Linked DNA regions of Mus musculus: regions 1 and 3 are each linked to region 2. A link is a contact called in public Hi-C and promoter capture Hi-C data. All regions are on one chromosome and are shown on one strand. Each heading gives the region's core, a stretch centred on a gene start, on an enhancer-like site or on the middle of the called end of the contact. The rest is flanking DNA. Distances are from core to core; before and after follow the strand shown. Region 1 overlaps Efcab11 (EF-hand calcium binding domain 11). Region 2 has its middle 19 kb from the start of Gm26839. Region 3 holds the start of 3300002A11Rik (RIKEN cDNA 3300002A11 gene).

What was found. Promoter capture Hi-C pulls out the DNA fragments that hold promoters and counts their contacts. Hi-C and Micro-C count contacts between places; a contact is called where the count stands out from the background.
Region 1: a Hi-C map of CD4 T cells shows a contact between it and region 2, with 1.6 times the contacts expected there. The contact joins two enhancer-like sites.
Region 3: a promoter capture Hi-C map of liver shows a contact between it and region 2, with 3 times the contacts expected there. The contact joins the promoter of 3300002A11Rik here to the enhancer-like site in region 2. A contact is called at or near these places in 9 of 39 promoter capture datasets (cranial neural crest, embryonic stem cells, frontonasal cranial neural crest and 5 more), 5 of 484 Hi-C or Micro-C datasets (B cells, embryonic fibroblasts, granulocyte-monocyte progenitors and 1 more), 1 of 115 datasets of contacts at active chromatin or transcription factors (embryonic midbrain) and 1 of 9 other capture datasets (adipose tissue).

Annotation. Positions count from the first base shown.
Region 1 is chr12:99,739,264-99,743,058 of GRCm38.p6, reverse strand. The region is part of intron 5 of Efcab11 (EF-hand calcium binding domain 11); the gene reads left to right. Among named protein-coding and RNA genes, the nearest start is that of Gm19951, 98 kb to the right of the region's middle. Within about 2 kb of position 1,303, at least 13 of the 459 cell types and tissues checked have an H3K27ac peak or open chromatin away from gene starts, as enhancers often do.
Region 2 is chr12:99,543,397-99,546,891 of GRCm38.p6, reverse strand. It overlaps a transcript of Foxn3 not described here. Among named protein-coding and RNA genes, the nearest start is that of Gm26839, 19 kb to the left of the region's middle. Within about 2 kb of position 2,206, at least 35 of the 459 cell types and tissues checked have an H3K27ac peak or open chromatin away from gene starts, as enhancers often do. A contact at or near this core is called in B cells, adipose tissue, granulocyte-monocyte progenitors and 1 more, where this site is marked.
Region 3 is chr12:99,339,015-99,342,480 of GRCm38.p6, reverse strand. It overlaps 3300002A11Rik (RIKEN cDNA 3300002A11 gene), which reads right to left and starts at 1,450. Exons shown (of 3, transcript NR_166805.1): 1 at 1,256-1,450. It overlaps Foxn3 (forkhead box N3), which reads left to right. Exons shown (of 6, transcript NM_183186.2): 3 at 947-1,059. RefSeq lists an enhancer at 1,210-3,466.

The sequences.
Region 1 (3,795 bases), core at 54-2,553, 200 kb before region 2:
AAAACCAAACATTCCTACCTAACCAAGGCGATGACTGCTCACATTTGGTACTTTCTTCTTTCCTGGGTCCAAGTTTTCTGTTGTTAAAATAAGGCAGCGTTTTGTGTACCATGCCTTTCAATCATTTGTCAGATTTGCTGTATAAATAGCCCTACAATAAACAGGTTTCTATTTTTTCTGATTATTGTCTCAGAAGTTTCTAGATGTTGACATGCAGCTTTAGGGAGCTGGGGTTACTTTACATCCCTGTGGTCTGACGCTTCTTGCCCAGTGGCCTGATTAGTGGATCCCACCGCTCAGCCCCAAGGCGTGGGCCTCTCCCCATGCTCTTGCTAATGATACGGCCTTTTTCATTTCTCAGATCTTTGCTAACTTAATGGGAAAATATTATTTCATGATTGTGTTTCATTTTACTAATTATAGGTAATATTAAAAGTGTCCACATTGCCTACTAGCCTTCTCTCTTCCCTTTGTTTCCTAAATTGTCTGTTTGTGTCCTCTACCTGTTATCTCCATTAGTAGAATATTTACCAGTTTCTTTTTTTTTTTTAATTTTATGAATCCTTTGAGAATGTGTCTTGATTGTATTTGTCACCCATCCATCCCAGATCCACCCTCCGCCCCTCCCACCACTTCCCATCTCTTTAATTTTTTAGAAGAGACTATCTTACAGCAGATATCACAGTCCTCAGCCTCTGACAGTCTTTCTACCCCCTGAGCCTTTAGTGCAGACGCTGTGTTCTAAATGTCTTTTGTGGGGTGGGGGCACCCCACAGTCAGACAATCCCTGCATTTTGAACAGTTGTGGATCTCTATAGTAGTTTCTGTCTACTACAGAAAGGAGTTTCCTTGAGGAGGGGTGAGACCTACACTTACCTGTGTCTGTAAGGCTAACTATGAAGAGCGTGGTTAGAGATTACTCTGGTTTAGGAAAGTGTCAGGTCCCATGGCTCACCAGCCATAGGCAGTTACAGTGCCAGACATAAACGTCCTCCCACTGAGTGGGCTTGAGGTCCTGTTAGGGAGCTGCTGGTCATCCGCAGTCCGGAAGTACCACTTTTGCACCTTGAGGAATGGCTTGAGGTGCTGGCCGTCGTTAGAGTCCGTAGATGTTGCATCTGAGCAGGACTGCTGATTGCTTTCTGCCTTGGGAGGTTGCACAGCTGCTTCCTGTCCTCTGAGAGCTTGTCCTCAGAAAGGAGGCTTCCGGGTCAAATTCAGAGCAGTTCCTCCAAGTCCTATCGCCAAAGTCAGTGGTATCTTCAGCAAACAGGATCTTCTTACCTTCTTTTCCTGGGAGGCGCTAGGGGCAGCAGTGTAACCAGCAACTGAAGGGAGGTTTCCCATGCCTGGCACCACTGGGTGTCAGTCTATGTTTGGGAGGAATGAATATATATAATGTTCTGTGTGTGTGTGTGTGTGTGTGTGTGTGTGTGTGTGTGTATACATATATATTATATATGTATATATACACACACACATATATATATATATATGTATATATATATATGTGTGTGTATATATATAATGTGCTTTTAAATCATACTTCCCTGTGACTTTTAAAAACAACATCACTGTCATTTATTTCTCTTCCTTCTTCTCCTCCCTCCTCCCCCCCAGGTAAGTCTCTGCCACTGTTTTTTCCTACTGGTTTCCCCCCGCCCCTCCATCACAGCCATGTCCTACTAGTTTCCTCTTCCTGCTCCTTTTCTTTTTCTTTTTTTTAAAGATTTATTTATTTATGTACTTGAGTACACTGTAGCTGTCTTCAGACACACCAGAAGAGGGCATCAGATCCCATTACAGATGGTTGTGAGCCACCATGTGGTTGCTGGGAATTGAACTCAGGGCCTCTGGAAGAGCAGTCAGTGCTCTTAACCTCTGAGCCGTCTCTCCAGCCCCATTCCTATTTTTATTACAACCCGCTTTCTGGTTTATTATTTCCATCTCATTTTTACAATGGCTTCTTGATAACTTACCTTTTTTATTTTATCACATTGTTATTCATCTTATTTTTATGGACGTGCACATGTGTGGACATACTTGTGCTACCGTCTGTATGTGGAAGTCAGCGGACAACTTGCAGGGATTGGTTCTCTCCTTCCATTGCGTGGGTCCCAGGAACAGAACTCAGATCATCAGGCTGTCTCAGCAGCCCATTCTCACGTTCTGTTTGCTCAGGTCTGTAGTCTTTGCCTTCACAGTTTATTCTGTCTGTTTTCACTAAGAAAGTTTTCCTTGTCTTGCTAGGTTACAGTTCACTTCCCTTTGCATGGTTGATATGAATTTTAAAAGTGTTTAGCGCTTTCATGTATCTGAAATTTATTTTGGTACATACCGTGGAGTGAAGAACTAAACACTTTATTTCCAACTAGCTTGTAGCTGGTCAGTTTTTCTTTGGGGGGGTGGTGCAGAAAGGGGGAACGGGAGGGGGAGAGGGAGAGAGCAGGCATGTGTGCATAGTGTCTATCTTACGTGCTAATGAGTTAGCTTTGATTTTTGGTTTTGGTTTTGGTTTTGGGTATTGCTTTGGGTTTGGTTTGGTTTTGTTGTACAAGGCAGGGTCAGCCTATGTTTTCATTCAGTTCTTTTTCATATGTGGGGACCCATCCAGGCTGTTCTGCCCCTTGCATCTAATTCCTGCTCCAGAAACTCTCACACCCCAACCCGTCTTCTTAGGACGTATTCTAGAACCTGATTTTTTATCGTTCAAGTCACTCTTTGTTCTGCTCGCCTGTTTGTTTTCCAGACAAATGGTAGAATCATTTTGTGTAAAGTTTGTGTAAACTCCCTTTGGAGTTTTGATGAAGATGCATTCACGCTATAAATTAATTGAGAAGATTCTGGCATCTTTACACTGTCCAGTCCTCCCATCCAGGAGCACATACTGTATGTCCCGTTATATTTTCATATACCCTTTTATGAGTCTCAGTAGAATTTTGTAGTTTTCATTCCATAAGTTTGATGCATTTTTTTAATTAAGGTGTTCCCAGATTTTTGGTTTTTTTTTTATTTTGGGTAGTTTTTAAAAGTGGGGCCCTTTCCTTCTTTTGTGCAGATCGGTGTTTTTAATGGCACTTTGTCCACAGTGTTTGTCAAGTGCTGGCAGGGCTGTAACAGAAAAGCGTCCTTCTTCCTTTCCCAGCTCATAAGCACTGAGCTGCAAAAGGAACCAAACGTAAAAGTACTTTCCTTTTATACATAATAAAACTGAGGTCACGAGAGGAAACGTGGTTTTTAAGGATCATCCAGTATGTTAGGTGAAGGACTCTAGGTGAATTTTCCCAAATGTCTGTGCTCTTTTCGTCAAAGACGTGACAGACTTAAAATTGCCCAAAACTACATTCATTCTCTTCCTTGTATTAGTTTGCTGTGTGGTTATAACAAATTACCACAGAGCTGAAGGTTCAAAACAATGCGGCTTTGTCATCTATTGTGTGTGAGTGATAGCAGTAGCAGGCCACCAAGCCTGTGTCCCTCAGTCACTTCCACTGGCTTCACCACATACTCCCGACTTGCCGTGGAGTTCTGTCCACTGCAGCCGCAGGCTCTTGGACCTGTTCCACGTTCAGTCACCAATACTCTGGCCCCCATTCACACAATTCACTTCTCAGGATTACAAGGTGGGGAGGGCAGAGTCTTTGGAATTCAGCAAGTGATGCAATCAGGACAGAACGGCAGACCCTAGCTTCATAAGCCAGTCACAGAGAGGAGCTGTCTGGACAGCAGGAGTGGAGCAACAAGGTTGGCAGGGGGAGCATTCTGAGTCTAGGGTCAGCTGAGGATTGGCCATTG
Region 2 (3,495 bases), core at 957-3,456:
TATGGTGCTGGGGCATAGACTTAGGGATCCATACATTCTCTACCGACTGAGCTGTGTCCCACACCGCAAGTTCTGAACATCATAAAAAGCAAAGCTTCTCCGTGATGGAGAAGAATCTTGCTCTCAGGAGGTGCTTGCTAACATGTTTAAGCAACTGGAATTATGGTCCACAAGTTATCACCTTATTCCTTTAAGGTTTTTGGTTTTTGTTTTGTTTTGAGGCTTAAAATGGTTCAGAATAAGAACTTGGGGAGAAAGCTAACTCCCCAAAGTCTGGAGAGAGCTCTGTGGCGGATCACAGAGGCACAACAGTGTTGTGTTGAAACAAGCCCCTCTGTTTCCTGTGGGTTGCTACGAGACTTGGTCACTCAGATGCCAGCATTTGTGGAGGTCTCAGTATGCTGGCCCTATTGAGAGGGAGCAATGCTGATACAGCCCACCATGGTGAGCATTAGTGGAGGGAGTAGAGGTAGACAAGTTACTTCAAGTGTGGGAAGACCGTTGCTGTTGACGTTGGTTGATGTAGTGTTCGTCAGACCCTGGGGTATTTGTAGGAGATAAAAGTAGGCTATGGAGACAGCAGAGAGAAGGAGTAACTGGGCAAGGCTGGAACGCATGTAAGAAGCCGGAGATGGTCCTGTGTATCTGCAATCCCAGCACTCCTGTTGTGAGATGGGAAAGGGGTGGGGGGATGACACTTCACATGGCAAGCCTGGACCATGTGGCTCAGCAGAAATCAGAGAGGCCTAGCCTCAATGAGGTAGAAAGACAGAATCAGCCTCTGAGAGTTGTCTGCTGGCCTCCACGTGTGTGTGCACACAATACACACACACACACACACACACACAGAGAGAGAGAGAGAGAGAGAGAGGGAGAGAGAGAGAGAGAGAGAAGAGCTAGGTACCGTTCCCATCTTTTAGGAGCCCCGTACTTCCTTTCCCTTTATTGACTTTAGGTTTTGCTTAAGCAGGCAGACCTTCTACCTCCAGGCCAGAGTTTAGCAAATCTACAACCAAGGCGCTCGCCAGCTCTGAAGGAGTCCCAGGGCTGCAGGACATCTCAGCTTGACTGGACCCCGGCTGCTGGCCTCAGTGTCCCCCAAGTTAACGCATTAATCCCTTTGTTGTTAGGCTCCCCGTTGCCAGTGCTTCATTTTTATGTTCTGTTGCTTAGAAAACGACAGTGACATATGGACGGAAGTTAAATTGTTGGAATCATATTCTGTTTTCTTTTCGCTGAGTGGTTTTCTTTCTCCCATGCCATGTACTATGGATGGGAAAGTCCCCTGACATTGCTGTAACTCTGATCTATTATCCACCTGCTAGGATGTAAACACTGTGCATGTGGCAAATCGCTTTATATGCCAATAAAGCCTGTGTTTTGGAAAAATGTCGGACTGTTTGTATCCAAAACATTGTTTGGAATCAAGTTCTCTAAAACAGGCAAATTAAGAATAGGAAGTGATATCCTGAATAGCATCATTAAAATTCCAGGAAAGGACAGACATCTTGCAAATGCAAGATGTGGTGAGGCTATAATTAGGCAGCAACCACACCACTGGTCTGCTTGAGAATACTGCTTCTCCTTAGACTCTGTTCCTGTCTGACCAAGAAGAGTCACTGTAAGGATGATCCAACAGGCAGGGCTAGCCTTCTCAAAGGCTACTACACCAGGCCCTTCACTACTGTGGCTTTTTCTTTTATAAAATAGGGGATAGAATTTTGTACAAAAGAGCAGAGTATAGCATTTTAAAATAAACTAGAGGAAGAGAAGGAGGCATACGGCTTGTCATATAGAGCTTGTCAGGTTTTTTTCTCCACTCCAAAACTTCCCAGACATGTATTAGTATACACACACACACACAAAATCTGTCTTATTTACTAAATCTCAGGGCATCAATGACATACAGGACCTGACAGACTGACATCATAGTGAGTTCCATCTTGCTGATGCCGTGAGGTACTGAGTGTCCCTGCCCCAGTGAGCATTTGTTCCTTTCTCTCTTTAGCATCAAATAGCACAAAGGAAAGAGTCAAGAACTAATAATTTTCCTATGGGCACCGTGGTCTTTAAGTGTGTATTTTTAGCAGAGGGCGTCCTTTGTTGTGGTTAGGTTGACCAAACATTCTGCTTTGTTTGTGGTGCTTCTGGTCTGTGCCCGCAGACGCAGTGAGGTCCCCACTGATGTCTATTTTTATCTCCCATCAGCGTCCTCATTTGCATGATAAGTTTTGCTCACCTAGCTAGCTCGCTCGCTCGCTCGCGTGGGCTGTCAGTGTGTCTAACATTAGCAGATGTAGTTTGTTCAGGTCTCCTCTTCTGCAGAGAAAAGTTGCTTACAATCAAAAAGAAGAAACAAAACAAAACCGGAGTCCTGGAGATCCATCAAGGCATTGAGGAACAAGGTTGAAGGTGAAAACCCACAGAAGGGAAGCTGAGCCTCTGGGCCTGTTTCCTGTTACTAGTGTGACTTTGTTAACCAATATCCATAATTCATATATCCAGAGGGCTAAAATGTAAGACAAACAATTGACCTTTTGGAATACTTGCTGCGGTTAAATCCCAGGAGAGCATGCTTTCTGGGGTGATAGAAACGACCTAAGATTGGATTCAGAGAAGGCTATGATGGTATGATTGGATTCATGAAAACCATTAAATGAATCCTTGTAGTTGGTGACTTTAATGGCGTGTAAATGGCTTCTTGTACTCCAAGGAAGTGTTTTCGGAGGCGAAATGGATGGATTCAATAAAGGGGATGCCAGTGAAGAGAGAATTGGTGACTTAGAAGATGGAGCAGAAGGAAATAAAGCCCAAGGCTGGAGTGTACTTCTGTGGGGCCCTGGAGTCTGTCCTCAGTGCCAAAGTAATAATGAGATAGCAACAAGAACAGTGACACCGGGAGGTGGCAGCACAGACAATAAACAAGATCATGAAGACATAAAATGTGGTAGGAATACCCCACAGATATGTAACTGTATATTCATCAAGAGAGAGAAAATGAGACAGAAGAGGTGTTTGTGGGGGGCAGTGTTTCAGGTTTTGTTGTTTCTGTTCTATTTTGTTTTGTTTTGTTTTGTTTTGAAGCAAGCTCTCCCACCGTAGCCCTGGCTGGCCTAGAATTCTCTATGTACAACAAGCTGGACTGAATTCACAGAGGTCCACCTGTTTCTGCCTCCCGAATGCCAGGATTAAATGCACGTGCCCCCATGCCCAGCTTCAAGTTTCTGTAACCCTTATTTATTTACTGTGGGTGTATGTGTGCGTAGGGAGGGGCACATGCTGTGACTGTGTGTGAAGGTCAGAGGGCACTTTATGAGATTTGGCTTTCTCCTTAAACCATGTGGGCCCTTGGGATTGAACTAAAGTTGTCAGGCTTGGCAATGTGCAACTTGACCTGCTGAGCCATCTCACAGGCCCAGAGAATGTTGGGGAAGCCCTAAGATATGGAACAGTGTACATACATATATACATATATATGTGCTCGTGCACACATAC
Region 3 (3,466 bases), core at 201-2,700, 200 kb after region 2:
GCTTTGTAGAGGAGAGTGAGGGAAATTACAAAGGAAGCATGGGTGGGGTGGGACTAGGTCATTTAGCTTCTTTTCGTTCCAAATCCGTAAATATTTACTGTTGACCTTCTCAAATGGTTTGGGTACACTGACCCAGTTGAAAGCAGGGCAGGCGAGAGCAGCTGTTCCCCACCCCCACCCACTGTTAAAGCTGATCTCAGACCAATTGCCTCCAGCCAGCCCAAAAGTGGCCTTCAGGGAAAGCTGCCCCCTTCCCCCCAGGGAACAGTTTTAGCCAATTTACACTTTTAAAGTGTGACCTCTTCTAAAGATTCCTAGAGACAAGAGCAGATTGCTGTGAACTGAAGGACACCCCCCCCCCATAAAAATAAAAAATACTTTGAATTCTGGCTTAGGTTTGCTATTGTTGCCAGGTCTTTTGTTTCTGAGGGGAAGGTAATTATAAATTCCATTCCAAGCATAAATGTTCTTTTGTGAGCAAGGGGGACGGGATACCAAAAACAATGAGTGGATTACGTTTCCATTTTTGTAAGATCGTGCCAAGATAATGTGGTTTAAAACAGCTGGGGTTTTTAGAGCAGAGATGGAGCTTCGAAAGGTCTTCTCAGCGCCCATGAACGTCAGCCAAGTTAGAGACTTCTGGACGAGTCTGAATATTCCTCCAGATTCATACTGAGAAATAAGGGATTTTGGGTTGGGGGTAGTTCAGATTTGACAGTCATGTTATTGCATCAACATAATCTGGTAGCTACATGTTCATCTGACCTCATCTACTCGGGGCAAAGAGGAGCAGAGAGCATTTAATGGTGTCCTGTTGTCAGCCTGAGAAATCATTAGCAAATGAACAGGAAACTTTGGAGAATAACTACAATATAGCCCTGTATTTGCCTACCACAAAATTCTCTGTACTGTATTAATATGTTTTCATTTTAATTTTTCTTTGCAGAGTATTGGGAAAGGGTCATTGTGGTGCATCGACCCAGAGTATAGACAAAATCTAATTCAGGCTCTGAAAAAGACACCTTACCACCCACCTCCTACTCCTCAGGCTTATCAAAGGTAAGTGACTCGCACTATCGGGGGTTTTTGTTTTCTTAAAGTCTCCTGGAATTTTGTTATTTTAGCAGAGACAGTCTCTAAAACTAATTTAGTAGGCCGTATGAATGTTTTAAAAATAACTACAGACTAATGGGAAAAAGAATTAAGTCTGATGAGGAGGCACATCCATTGGCTATGCATTTCCTGGGAAGCTTACCGCTTCTGTAGCTCCGACTGAGCGGGTGTGGCTCCGGAAGGGCTCCTGGTAGGTAAATAGCGTCTTCCTGGGTAGAATCGGTTACAGAGGAAAGTGGACAGCTTTTCTATCTCTGCGGGTCACGCTTTGTTGGAATAAGAGCGGTGAGGCACACAGGTGATTCCACCTTCCCATGGCCTGCCTCTAGAGATGTGGAAAGAAGGCAGGCTCGGTTGTTGTCATCCGGTTTCCATGTCGACAGGCTCCTGAGTGATGGGTTTGTTGTGGTTACTAAGTGTTTGTCTTGAGAACCATGGCCACTTTCCCTCCTCACGTGTCTGGCTGTCATGAGACTGAGGTCATGAGTGCATTTTTACAAATATACAATGGGAGGGGTGTTAGGTAGATTGTCACAGTTTAAAAAGCATGTCAGTGCTAAGTTAGAAGAAAGGGCCTTACAGAACAAAGAGCCGGATTTCAACCTGTGGATGGAGTCTTAGCTCTTCACGGTGCTTGTCATCAGGCCCACTAAGAAAGTTTGAAAATTACTTTATTTAAGTGTACAGCTGTTTCACTTTCATTTATGTCTGTGTAGCATTTGAATGCTTGGTGACTGTGGAGGCCAGAAGAGGGCATTGCATCCCCTGGAACTGGAATTACAGGCGATTTGAGCCACTGTGTCAGTGCTAGGAATTGAACCTGGATCCTCTGGAGGAGCAGCCGGTGCTCTTAGATCACTAAACCATCTTTCCAGTCCCCTACCAAGAAGTTCTAGAAGGCATGTAGCAGCATTTCCTTTGTTAACTGGTTAAGAGAAACTGCCAGTGGAGTAGACATTTATGTTAATTGGGAATGGCCCGGTGTCAGAAGGCTGGGGAATTTTACAGTCCACTTGCAGATTTTTCTGTTCTGATGTTTATTCTGCAGGAGGGCACACAGAGTGAGCCTTCCAACGTGGCATTAATGAAGTTCTTGTGCGTTCCATCACAGACCCTAGACAATCAGTCTCCGGCAAGAGACGGGAGAAGCAGCTGGGCTCTATGAGAAGACTGCTGTATGTCTGCCTTTGCTAGGCGATTAGCGTGATGGTAGCCATAGTAACTGGAGTGTCTCCATAGTAACGCGTAGCTGAGACAGGTGCACTTGCATCACAAGGCTGTTTGTTGCCTGGCAAAAGGACAGGCCATTAGTACTTAGACATAAGCTGTTGCCTTAGAAACAAATAACCCTACATAGCAACTACAGTTGGTTCGCAAGGGTATTTTTGGGGGGCTGGGGGAAGGAAGGTTGTAGCTGCTTTTGTCTGTGTTCATAAAAATCAGTGGAAGCATACTTTATTTGAAATGACAACTCGAGGTCATATAGCTGTAGGAGGAAGAGATGGGATTTTCCAGAGCAGCCTAGCCTACATTGTAGGAATGTCCAGAAGGGGAGAGCCATATGCCTGCCTCTCTTCTTGTGATGGTAGCCATTCCTGAAATAGAAGCTGGGATTGGGGTTAGAGAGTTGCTTTTTTATGGGGTTGGTGGGGAGCCTGGCACTAATTATTGCAATACTGTCGATATTCAGTTTCCAAGCCCACCCCACTAGTTTCTCTAGTTTCTCCCTTAGAAGTATGTCACACCCGTTTGCTTCTAGCAAGTTAAAAATGTAAGTGTTATTCACTGGGTCGTGTCATTGGTTCATTTAGGCCAGTGCCTTGTTGCCAAATGTGACCCCCAGGGAAACACTGCAATTATTTAATAATTTGAAGGATTATAATAGAACTCTGGGGGTAGCAAGTAGAATACACACAGGCCAGAGGTATTGTGAGCTGGCTGTAACCTAATGACTTCTCTAGAGTCTTAGCACGGGCATGAAAATGCAGATGAACTAGGGCTTTTACAGTAAATGATTTCCAGATGACCACTTCAGATCCAGTTCTGTCCCTTGCAGTTAACCAGCTCCTTCCATATCAAGGTGCTTAGATGTCAAGTCCATCAGATCACTAGTGAGGCGATTCCAGCCCACATCTTCATGATTTGAATCCAGAGAGCACGGTGCTCTCTCCATGCCTTGGAAAGGGTTTGCTTGAGAAGCCAGCCTATGGTGTGAGAGCTCACACCGAAACTGGTGAAGAATTTCTCTGTACCAGGCCACTTGGTGATGTAATTCCAGGAGGCCGGAAGTGGAACAGCCAGCCATAAACAGATACCAAAATGCTGAGTTAACCTGATCTGGCCAGGTCTACTG